Regions from separate parts of the Mus musculus genome. Here regions 1 and 3 are each linked to region 2. Evidence: chromatin contacts called from public Micro-C data. All regions are on one chromosome and are shown on one strand. The core of a region is the stretch at or near the end of the contact, and the rest is flanking DNA. Distances in the headings are between cores, read along the strand shown.

What was found. Hi-C and Micro-C count contacts between places; a contact is called where the count stands out from the background.
Region 1: a Micro-C map of granulosa cells shows a contact between it and region 2, with 3 times the contacts expected there. The contact joins two enhancer-like sites. A contact is called at or near these places in 2 of 484 Hi-C or Micro-C datasets (both in granulosa cells).
Region 3: a Micro-C map of granulosa cells shows a contact between it and region 2, with 6 times the contacts expected there. The contact joins two enhancer-like sites. A contact is called at or near these places in 3 of 15 datasets of contacts at CTCF or cohesin (the NIH/3T3 cell line and large pre-B cells), 9 of 484 Hi-C or Micro-C datasets (the C2C12 cell line, bone marrow-derived macrophages, cerebellar granule neurons and 5 more), 4 of 115 datasets of contacts at active chromatin or transcription factors (embryonic hindbrain and embryonic stem cells) and 1 of 9 other capture datasets (embryonic stem cells).

What each region holds. Positions count from the first base shown.
Region 1 is chr14:76,933,702-76,937,601 of GRCm38.p6, reverse strand. No RefSeq gene overlaps it. Among named protein-coding and RNA genes, the nearest start is that of Gm30365, 98 kb to the right of the region's middle. Within about 2 kb of position 1,316, at least 7 of the 459 cell types and tissues checked have an H3K27ac peak or open chromatin away from gene starts, as enhancers often do. A contact at or near this core is called in granulosa cells, where this site is marked.
Region 2 is chr14:76,592,385-76,596,368 of GRCm38.p6, reverse strand. No RefSeq gene overlaps it. Among named protein-coding and RNA genes, the nearest start is that of Serp2, 38 kb to the right of the region's middle. Within about 2 kb of position 1,663, at least 31 of the 459 cell types and tissues checked have an H3K27ac peak or open chromatin away from gene starts, as enhancers often do. A contact at or near this core is called in granulosa cells, where this site is marked.
Region 3 is chr14:77,003,062-77,006,876 of GRCm38.p6, reverse strand. No RefSeq gene overlaps it. Among named protein-coding and RNA genes, the nearest start is that of Lacc1, 32 kb to the left of the region's middle. Within about 2 kb of position 2,101, at least 28 of the 459 cell types and tissues checked have an H3K27ac peak or open chromatin away from gene starts, as enhancers often do. A contact at or near this core is called in granulosa cells, where this site is marked.

The sequences.
Region 1 (3,900 bases), core at 67-2,566, 340 kb before region 2:
ACCTCAGCTCACTCCCGTAGGACCTCTCCATTTGCCTGCCTGGTGACACAAGTCTCCTCAGCATTTGCCTTCAGATTATTACCGGCAGTTGTTAATTTTGGCTTTGAGTCTGTCTGGATAGATGCTAGTGAGCAGCACTGGTGATCTGTATATTTAACAAATACTAGACTTTTTGTGACCATCAAAGGACCCCCCAGATGTGACAACTGAACTCTGCTCACTTTCTTAAGGGATCTTTGCTCCTAACGTGACAGGGCATGGAGAGGTCACATTGTGACTTTGCTTCCATGGTTAACATCTGGACAATACAAAAGGTATTTTTTCCCCCTCACAACAGTCTCTTTGGTAAGTGATAATGTTTGTCCCCTGACATTCAGTGGGGGATCAGTTTGTTTTCTGTCTCAGGGAACTGAAGTAAAACCAGTTTAAAGTTATCCACAAAAACGACTTCACCGAACATTAATTCTTTCAGCACATTATTACAATTTCTAACTGCACCTTAACTGCATTTTTCCAAACTGTATGATCTAGAAGATCTTTATAGAAATAAAACTATGAAACCAAGAGCTGGTACAGGCAGCAATTGGGGCCTACCAGTTAGCTCTCATTTGTAGCATCTTCTCTTACTCACTGAACGTAAACCTAGAGGGAGAAAATACATTGCTTTTTCAAACATTTTTCCTAACACCTTTTGCAGGAATGGAATGTACTCATCTCACAGAGTCTGAGTCCAAAGGGTAGATATCATTTCTGTGCTGGCAACCAAAGGAAGAAGGCATGTGGGGTGTCAGGGCACTGTGCCATGTAAGGATGACAGAAGTCTCTCTGTTTTCTGAAGCCTTTTTTTTTTTTTTAAATAAGAAAAATATAGGCCAGTGAGATGGCTCCAGAGGTAAATGCCATTGTCACCAATTGTGATGACCTGAGTTTGGTCACTCCACCCGACCTCTGACCTCCAGATCCACACGGTGAAAGGAGAGAATAGATTTAAGTTTTCTCCACATGTGCACCTCCACTACACACACACACACACACACACACACACACACACAAACACAGAGTAGACAATAAATAATGTTAAAAAGCTGACAAAGATACATAAAATAAATTGTTTTTAAGTCTGTTTCATGTACACATGCCTGTGTATGGTGTGTGTGTATGTGTGTGTGTATGGCAGGTGGAAAGAGAGAGAGAGAAACAGAGACACAGAGAGAGATGCAGAGGAGACACAGAGAAAGACAGAGAGGGGGCAGAGGGAAAGAGGGGAGAGGGAGAGGGAGGAGGAGGGGGAGGGAGGACGTTACACATAAGCCAAGTCAAGGTTAAAATCTTGTAGAGCACTGCCGGGAGCCATGGCCTCAGCCATGGCCTTGTGGATATTTTCTAGCTTACATAAACAATCCTGAGAGAACATTCATGGTCATAACAGTAAGAATGTTTGTGAGAAAAGAGGACACTGTGACCGTTGGTTCCAGGAGCTGAAGATTGCCACCTGACCTTCAGAGAACCCCGGGCTCTTTCCCCCTTCCTTGGAGCCTCCTCTTGCTTATGCTTACATTGCCACTCCTGAATAAAGTTTTCAGAGCTTGATCAGTATGATTGACTTGCTCTCATTCTTCGTGTCTCTTCCTCTCTCTCTCTCTCTCTCTCTCTCTCTCTCTCTCTCTCTCTCTCTCTCTCTCTCTCTCTCTCTCCTGCCCTGGGTTCCCCGATTGTCCCTGTAAGCTCAGGGAAGAGCACCATGGCAGCCCTGCAGGGCTTCTTTTGTATTTGGCAAGAGTGTGCACATGTGTGCAGAATAACACACATGTTATCCTGTTAAACTCTGTTAGCAAAACAACATGTGTTCTTTTCCTTGATATTGGTCTGGCTGGTGTGCGCTTGGGTCTAGAGAAGCATTCCCACAGATACTGATGTTTAGCTCTGTGCTGCCTGTCAGACTGATGGGTGGGAATGAGTTGTGAATGTCTGTCAGGCCTGCTTCTGAGAAGTCTGCCAACCAGAAGCTTCGCTGGGCTGACTTCACCAGAGAGGCTCAGCACTACCCAGTGGAATGGCTGCTGGGGGGAAGCTAAGCAACAGAGAATCTCAAGGAGTGTGGGTAGCAGTGACTTTGCAGGGGAAGAACTTGATAGCATGGTAATTGATGAGCAGTTGATGCAGTTTTTCTTGATGTTGTCGTAATTACTTTCCCGTGCAAATGAAAGAATAAACAAGAGGCAACAATGAGCTTGCATGATCCATTTTTTTCTTTGTTCTAAAATCATTTCATGCATAAAGCATATTAATATGATTTGTTGGGTTTATTCATTTCTGGATCTTCAGAGATGTACTAACATTGCCCAAGAGGAGGGGATTGGTTCTCTCTCTCTCTCTCTCTCTCTCTCTCTCTCTCTCTCTCTCTCTCTCTCTCTCTCTGTCTCTCTCTCTTCCTCTGTCCCCCTCTTCCCTCCCTCCCTCCCTCCCTCCCTCCTTACCTCCCTCCCTCCCTACCTCCCTCCCTGCACCACCCAGCAGGTAAGTTCTACATCTATTAATGTAAGCTGTTTTGCTTTGGGTGATACTGCATCCTATGTAGATATGAGCATTCCAACTGTGTTGGTCTGCAGCTTGGATAAAACAGCACGCCTTTGGAACCAAGCTTCAAAGAAGAAACCCCACATGGGGTTTTGTTTGTTTTTGTTGTTTTCGTTTAGCACCATCTTTTAAAGGGAACTATTTGTCTGCTCAGTTTTGACTTATTGTCTTAGAAAATGGAGAGAGTTGTGTAGTCTCCCTTTCTTAAAAAAAAAAAAAAAGACTGGAATCAGTACAGGGGGAGGAGGGGGGTCTCTGGCACAAGCAAGAAACCTTGAACAATGGAAACTCCCAGAAATCTATGAGGGTGACCCTAGCTAAGACTCCCAGCAATGGGGGACATTGAGCATGAAATGGCTATTTCCTGTAACCAGAAAAGACTTCCAATAGAGAGAGTGTACACCAATCCTGAGACCCACAATTTGTCCTACCTACAAGATGTGCAGGGATAAAGATGTAGTGGAATTTGAGGGGATGGACAACCTAGCTCAGCTTGAGACACAGCTCATGAGAAAGAGAGAGAGCCCTCCATTGACACTATTAATGACATTCGACTCTACTTGCAGACAGAAGCCTAGTATAACTGTCATCTCTGATGCTTCCCCTAGCAACTGATGGAAACAGATGCAGCGACCTACAGCCAAACGTTAGGAAGAGCTTGGGGAATCCCATGGAGAAGGGGGGAAGAAGGATTGAAGGAGCCAGAGAGGTCAAGGAGATCACAAGAAAACCTACACACAACTAACCTGGGTCCACAGAGGCTCACAGAATCTGAGCTGCCAATCAAGGAGCATGCATGAGATGGACCTAGGTCCTCTGTACATATGTAACAGTTGGGCAGCTCAGTCTTCATGTGGGACTCCTAACAGCAGGAGCAGGTGCTGCATTTGATTCTGTTGCCTGCCTCTGAATCTCTTTCCTAACTGAGCTGCCTTGCCTAGCCACAATAGGAGAAGATTCACCTTGTCCTACTGCAACTTGATATGCCAAGGCAGGTTGATATCTATGGGAGGCCTCCCCTTTTCTGAGGAGAGAGAGAGGACTGGAGGATGGGGGGGGGGTGGGGAGAGAGGGGAAGATGCAATCAAGATGTAAATAAAAAATATTAATTTGAAAAAAGAAAATGCATTCTCATTATATATCATTTTATATAATATATACACATTTGTGTGTATGATATGTGTATGTATATATGTGTGTATATACACACACATGTACATACATGTATATAGATGTATATATGTACATATAGATATGTATAGATATAAATATATGTATATATGTGTATGTATATATAGAGAGATATAAATATATATATGGATG
Region 2 (3,984 bases), core at 414-2,913:
TTTCTTCTCACCAGGATGTCATCTTCTAAAATCCAGAACTCAAAAATGCTACCATTGGCCGGGTGTGGTGACACACGCCTTTAAACCCAGCACTTGGGAGGCAGAGGCAGGTGGATTCCTGAGTTCGAGGCCAGCCTGATCTACAGAGTGAGTGAGTGAGTTCCAGGACAGCCAGGGCTACACAGAGAAACCCTGTCTCGGAAAACAAAAATGCTCCCATGGTGGCACACAAGAAACAGTTGTATCTGCTCTATAGCAAGGTTTGGGTTGTGCCCTCACTGGGTAGAGCTGTGTTTTATCCACCTCCTCTGCTTCCTATACTGGAATCTGAGCTTGAGAAGACAAAAACAGAGAAGAAGGGCAAGCAAGTTTCTCAGCTAATGTTCATAGCTATTTAGATCAAACACACAGTTACAGATTTTCTAATGGGAGTGGGGAAGGAGGAAAAAAGGGGGAGGAGAGGAGAGAGAGAGAGAGAGAGAGAGAGAGAGAGAGAGAGAGAGAGAATGGTCATTTCCCTAAAGAAAAAAATTGGAAGTGTTTAGAGGAAGGTGGGGTCCCAGGAACACTCACTGAATTCAAGTCTAAACACAGCCCCACCCACCACCACCTCAAATCCATGCTCACCCAGGTAGAGCATGTTTGCAGATCAAGCTGTGAAGGGTTGCCCCCATTATTTGCCACACAGCTGAAAATGTGGCGGTTGAACCGCAACTCCTAAGCTGGCAAAGCATTTAGACCTGTGCAGCTCCTGACAACAACCTTGGCTTCAAATACTGTGCAGAGTTGCCCCTCGAGCAAATATTTGCCCTGGTTATAGCTTTGCATTTACAATATGCCAGCTGTGTTTGGAAAACAGTCCCAGTTTTAGTCAGTGGCCTTGTAAAGGAGCCTTGTATGGACTCACAGAGCGCCCTTTGGGAGGCTCCGGGGTAGGCATTACCCACTTAACTGTGAGGACGCTGCTTTCTTTTCAAAGCTCCAAGCCCATGACTTCCTTAAAAACATAGTCCATTTATGAGAATGCCAGTAGTTACTTGGGTCTCTGGAAAGATCTTGGAGCGTTTAGTGTTGCTTTTCCACTTGGCTTTAATTTTTTTTTTAATTCCCACAAGTAGCCTGCTGTGTCCTGGCAAGGGAATAAGAAAGGGAGTAAGAGTGGCTATGAGCCAAGTAACAGCGTGCAAACTATTCCTGGCTCTGTAAAACCAAGGTTCAGAGGTTCAAATCCCAGCAGGATGGACAGACACTTTGGCTCCCACAGTTGGGAGGGAACTGGAGAGATTTGCCGGTGTCTACCTAAAGATGGCCCTCTGTGCTGTTCAGGAGTCAGTGACACTTTAATGAGAGATACACCCCTGTCTTTGGGAGCTGAGTTGGTTTATAGTAAAAGTGCACACACAGGTGAAATTTGTTCACTCCATTGCCCACTAGAGAATTTTGACCCTCCCTCTTCCTGTTTTCAACTTCATAATAATCGGTTTAACTTTCATTTGAAGTACAGTTTAGAGTTGTACCCATTTAAGGCGCTGTCTTAGGGCTTGTTGGCCTGGAGAAGTAACAAGAGAAGGCCAGAGTGACTAACAGCTCTTCTGTAAGCGGCTGTCCACATTCTTTGTTTGATATTATCCTTGACACCTCGACTTTGCTAGCTAACCTCCTTATCAGCGACCTGAGTCATCATATGATTGCCTTGCAAGAAAATAGGACTCTGAGCACCTGCTATCTCTTCCTGTCCAATGCTCTAAGAAATCATTTTATAAAAGGTCATCCAGGATAAATAGGCCTTCATCTGCAAGCGCAACAGCTGGTAAGAAGCCAACTACGCTAAGAAAAAAAAAGGATAATTTGCCTTAGAATTGGGAGAAACCTTGCTGTGCATCAGAACCTCTCCCATTTAAGCAGCTGGGAGGGCTGTATCTCTCCTAACAACACATCCATGTTAGCCCTGTAACCACATGCTAAGGGAGAAACAGAGCCCTTCTGGGTCCACCAAAACCCTATTGATGCCTGACCTCTTACAAGGTTTGTTGTTGTTGTTGTTGTTGTTGTTGTTTGGGTTTGTTTGTTTGTTTGTTGGGTTTTTTTGGGTTTTTGTTGTTGTTGTTGTTGTTTGTTTGTTTGTTCGAGAGTGTCCTGGAACTCACTCTGTAGACCAGGCTGGCCTCGAACTCAGAAATCTGCCTGCCTGTGCCTCTCAAGTGCTAGGATTAAAGGCGTGCGCCACCACCGCCCAGCCACAAGGTTTTCTTAATGTTCAATCACAACCATGTACCCGGTGTCAAACAAGCTCCTGGACGGCCTCCGTTAGCGCATTCACCTGGGTGCTAAACACGAAGATGGACTTTGGGCTGTTGCTCCCAGGAAACAGATTCCACGTGTAGATGAAGGTGAAGAGTAACGCAAGCCATGCAAAAGAAAGGGCAGGCTCTAAGTCCCACTTCTCTGAGGTTGGCAACTTCAGATCCTCAACAAAACTAGCATGCCAACTGTGTGGCCATGAGATACCGAAACTGATTGTTTTTAAAAAGCTATTGCGACATTTCCTTTTCTGGAAAGTTTGGAATCCTGTCTCTGAAGTAAAGAGCAGCTCTGGCTAAATACATGCAGCTTGAAGTTGTATGACCATCGAAGTAAACTAGACGTTTTCTTGGGAGTTGTTCAGAACACTACCCGGTTCCAAAACTCCAGGTCAGATAGGACTGACTTAGTCAAAATGCAACCTCTCTAGGCATGGATTAAAATTAAAATGTGTAGAAAGACAACAGGACTCTTGGTGGGATTTCTGTGCCTAAATTAACCTCCCTGACCTCTAGCATAAAAACAAAACAACAACAACAACAAACATGCTAATGGGGCTGGAGAGGTGGCTTAGGCAGAAAGCGCTTTCCTTGCAAGCATGAACACCTGAGTCCAATAACCCATACCCATGTGAGCAGCTGGGTATGCTGGCATGCACATTTAACCCCTAGTACTGGGGGGGGGGGAGATTTGTGGGGCTCAGTGGTAGACACCCTACCTTAATATGCAATCCTGGGATTCCAGGGAGTCTCTGCCTCAAAAAAACAAGGTTAGGCAGCTACTGAAGAACAATGCTGCAGTTGATCCCTGCCCTCTACAAACCTCCTCACCTACAGGCACAGCACTCATTCATGTACACACGCACACGTATGCACGCGTGCGTGCGCACAAAACAACTATTTTGGTTTTGCTTCCCAAAGAACGTGAATACTAAAGCGTGGTTTTAAATAAAGCACTTGGTCAAACGTGTTCTTCCTTCCTTTGGGAACATCCCTGAACCCTGCCCTCTGGGGCAGAAGCATCTCTCAGTCCCAGCGACACCTCCAAAGTCACAGGTTCTTCACGGTCGATGAGGAAAATGCGCTGGAGTTCCTTGCGAGTCTGTCTAGAAAACACTGCGGCAGCCTTCGTGGCACAAGCTCAGCGGTGCCTTGGCCAGTAGCCCATACTGAAGAAGTAGCAAAACCCTGGATGATGAAGCTTCTTAATTTTACACAGGAGTAGACCTTCACCGCCAGGTCTTCAAGTGATCATCCCACACTAGCAAGGCTCTCATCCTATCCGAGTGCTATTTGCTCTTTCACGCTAGAAGAGAAAGGAAGGCCAGCCAATGGGAGGCCACTTCAGCTATGGGAGAAAGGAACTCTGGCTTCAGACCTGATCCCGCTGTCTTCCAGCCTTGTGGTGGCTGGGATAACCCTTTTCTCTGGGCAACCCTTCTGCCTCCTCATCTGTAAAATGAGCTTGATGAGGGTGGCTTGGTATCGCTTTCCTCAGATCTCTAGGAGATTAAGTCCCACAAGCTAAAGCACCCAGAGCAGCCCAGAGAAAGCGCTCTCGAAGGTTCACCGCCCCTGGAGTCTGTAAGCAGAAAGGCCACTCTACAATTTAGACAAAACTCTCAAGTTGGTAATTACGAGAAAAAAAAATGGAGGCGTAGAGGCTGGGGCTATTTCCTACACA
Region 3 (3,815 bases), core at 852-3,351, 410 kb before region 2:
TCTCACAGGGGAGTTCCTCAGTCATTGTAAAGGTTTCAATATAAACTCTACAAGCAAAGAATCGGTCCTTAGTCTAAAGGAGCTCGGTGTCCATGGCAGAACTGTGGCTTGGTTAACTGCAGTGTTTTCATGGGACATCTGGACAATGGGGATCTATCTCCTTTTGGGTAGGAGGAGTTGGAGAGAGCTGCTGGGGAGAAGCTAGGCCTGGGTAAAACACTAACAGATGACAGCGCTGGAAACCTAAAGGATGCGCAGATGATCAGCATTAGGAAATGTGCAGCTGAAAATGCCCTGCCTCTGTGTATTCAGCCGTGGCCCGTCTTTGCAGTCTTTTCTTTTGAGGCGGTGTCTAGAGAAACCTTTCTATCCCTGGCTTGTTGATCATGAGTAGCTTTGAACTCGTGATCTTCCAGCTTCAGCCTTCAAATTACTATATGCCACCGTGTCCAGGCAGCCTTGAGCCATCCAGATCAGCCTTTGGGTCCGCTCTCAGAATGACTGTTCATTTGACAGGTCATATGACTCTTATTCCTGTCCTCCTTTACCCACCCTGTACTCACGATCCATTTGGTGGTGGGTTTTAAATGCCAATTTGTATCTTATTCTCAGCTTAGCTATTCTGGACTCACTCCTAAAAACTCTTTGTAAATTTTACCACTTCCAAACCTCCCTAGCTTCCATTTTGGTCATGCCCCATTGGCCTGGGAGGTCCTCATGCGACCTTGTGAGGCAGTATTCCTAAAAGAAACTAACTGTATAGTAACAAGGTATTTCTATAATATGTTCTGAGGAGTTTTTATAGACTAAATAAACTCCTGATATTGAAAATCCATGGTGACACCGGAATGAGTAGCAATGCTCCCAGCAAATAAATATTCAATAAATCTTACGGAATGAGGGAATTTTACATAATAACCTGTGAATAATCCTGGCTGCAGCGACTTTGTTGTCTGTCTTGCATACACACTTCTTACTGCCAGAGCAATGAGGACAGCAGGAGTGGTTGACAGGGGGAGGCAGTCTGCTGGCCCCATGATTCTACAGATGATTTCCTCTGTTTCTCCTTTAGTCAAAACAAGTTCTGGCTCCCTGGGGCTCTGAGGTGAGCTGAGGGTCAGAGCATTGGAAGAGCCAACCCTTCTCTCAGGGGCTCCCAGCTCGGGATCTTACTTTGTGTTTTCGGAGGAGCCGGTGTTCACTTCTGCTATCTGTTTAGAAGAACTCCGATGCTTTCAAAACAGTTTGTCCTTTAAAACAGATAGGCATTCCCTCTATAATTTGTTTACACTGCTCATGAATAAATTACCAGTGCCACTGATATAGACTCATAGACTCAAGCTTAACTAGCCTTACTGTGGCAGTTGATCATAAATTAGCAGTGTCTACTTAATGCGATTTTATTATCTACATAGACATGTGTCTTCACGGTATATGCCTATGAACTGAGAATCACTGCAATTTAGTGTTAGAAGGAAGCAAAAACAATTCGGCAGGCTGGGGTTGTAGCTCAGTTGGCAGAGTGTTTGTTTAGCATGCACGGAGCCTTGGCGTCAATCCACTGCACCACATAAAATGAGCATGGATGATCATACAAACATGCAATTCAGCACTAGGGAAATGGAAGCAGAGAGGTCAAAAGTTCAAGGTCAGCCTGGGACACATAAGAAGACCATGTCTTCAAAAAACAAAACAAAACAAAGAATAATTCTGCATGAACCTTACACTGTGCAGGTGAAGCAACGAACAAGTAGGAAATTGTTCTTTTTCTTCTACTCAAGAGACTAGCTCTATTTTAAACACAACTCCAAGTCTCATTTAGAGAGATGATTTGCTGCGATTCTACGCTCTGTCGAGCACGCTGCCTGTTACCTAACGTTGCTGCTGTGTCTTCTCAGCTCACTTGAGTCAACAGACACCCTGAAGACAGCTGTGTTTTATTTATCTTTCCATTCCTCATGGAGCCTCCCTGGCTATCGAAACTAGACAGTACTGGATTGGGCTTGGGCATTAAGCTGCAGGCAGCTCTGATCCTATACTGAACAGAAGGAAGCAGACACCAGATGCTAGGTCTCCAGGGTCTTGAAAAGCGTCCTTCTGCTATGTTTTCACTGGTTAGCCTTGCTTAGAGCCCTTGTCCTCCCTTTCTTTACCAGAGAGATAGAAAGATGAGGTACTGTGCCTCAGCCTTTCTTCTCTATTGTTTCCCTAACCCAAGCCACAACTTCTTGAACTAGGCTGGATTTTTGCTGCCGTTGGCTTACACACTTGACTCTGTGTCTCTCAGTTCAGCCCTCTTGACTTTTGGTATTTTGTGGCAAATTAACTCAGACCACCTGCCGTAACAACACTGAGAGTTGAACTTCTTTCTTCCTTGATACTTTTGACCTAAATAAGCGGGGGTTAAATTATTACAAATTTGGACATCAGTGATTCATTTGGCAAATATTTATTGATCACTTAATGTGTAGCACAGTAGAATCTGTTCTGTCTGGTGAAGATATGAAGTAAGAAATAAAACCAAGTTGTGCTTTCGTGGAGTATACATTTGGGTGGAAAATGGATGGGGTAAATGTGAATGAACAGATATGCACTGTGTAGACACCACCAAAGGGCAAACGCTGTGAAGAAACAGAAAGGGAGAAAAGGACATAGAGAATCAGAGGATAAAGTGGTAGTCTTGAGAGGAAGACTAGAAAGGGCCTGGGTAGAGACCTTTTGAAAAATCCTCTGTACATAGGTGGCTTCTGAAGTCATATAGCAAATGAGACCATCTGGACACCGATGCAGTCATTATTGAGATGTATAATGGCGTATCGGCTCTAGGGCATTTAGAGGCAGAAGATGGTGAGGAAGATTCAGAGGGCAGGTTGATAAAGAACAGCCAATGATAAAATAAGCAGTCGTGTTAAATATTCAAAGGCAAAATTGAGAAAGTAATTCAAAATCGAGCACTATCAAAGAAACCCGAAGAGAAAAGACAACTGAGAGACGAAAAGCACATCACATCTCTGGGATCCACTGCTGCAAAGAAATCAGAAAATGAGCAGCATCTACAGAGGGCTGAGCAACCAAGAAAACCATTTCTCTCATTTCTTATTTAACTGTGCATGTATGTGTGAGGTGGGAGGGTGTGGCAGGTCGTGTGTGTGGGCTCGAGCTCGTGCGCACACGCGTATGTGCATGGTCACAGAGGTCAGAGGTCAAATTTTCTAAGTGTTCCCCCAGTGCCATCTACCTTATTCCTTCCAAGACAGAGTCACTCATGAGCATGGAACTTGCTGACAAGGCTATGCTACCTGACCACTGAACCTCAACACTACATTTGTCTCTGCCTCTCCAGCCCTGAGATGGGAAGCATGAGACACCATGCCCAGTCCCTCCACCTCACGTCTGGGAATACATTCAGGTCCTCACGCTTGCCGAGCAAGCACTTTATACACTGAGCTATCTCCCTGGCCTATTCATTCTCGACCTTCCTAATGCTGAGACCCTTTAATGATCCCCACGGAGCTGATCCCCAGCCACAAAATCATTTTCATTGCTACTTAATGTAATTTTGCTACTGTTACGAATCATAATGTAAGTATCTGTGTTTTCCAATGGTCTTAGGCCTCCCCTGTGAAAGGGTCCTTTGTAGGGGGTCACAATCCATAAGTTGAGGACTGCTATCCTAGCTGCAGCTTTGATTTTTCTAAGAAAGGGGAAATCACAACATTTTTATGCACAGAGAGCAAAGATTCAGCAAGGAGGGAAAACTGGTAACGTACAGTAGCTGTTTGCTAGCACACATTCCATCTCCACTGTGCTTTTCT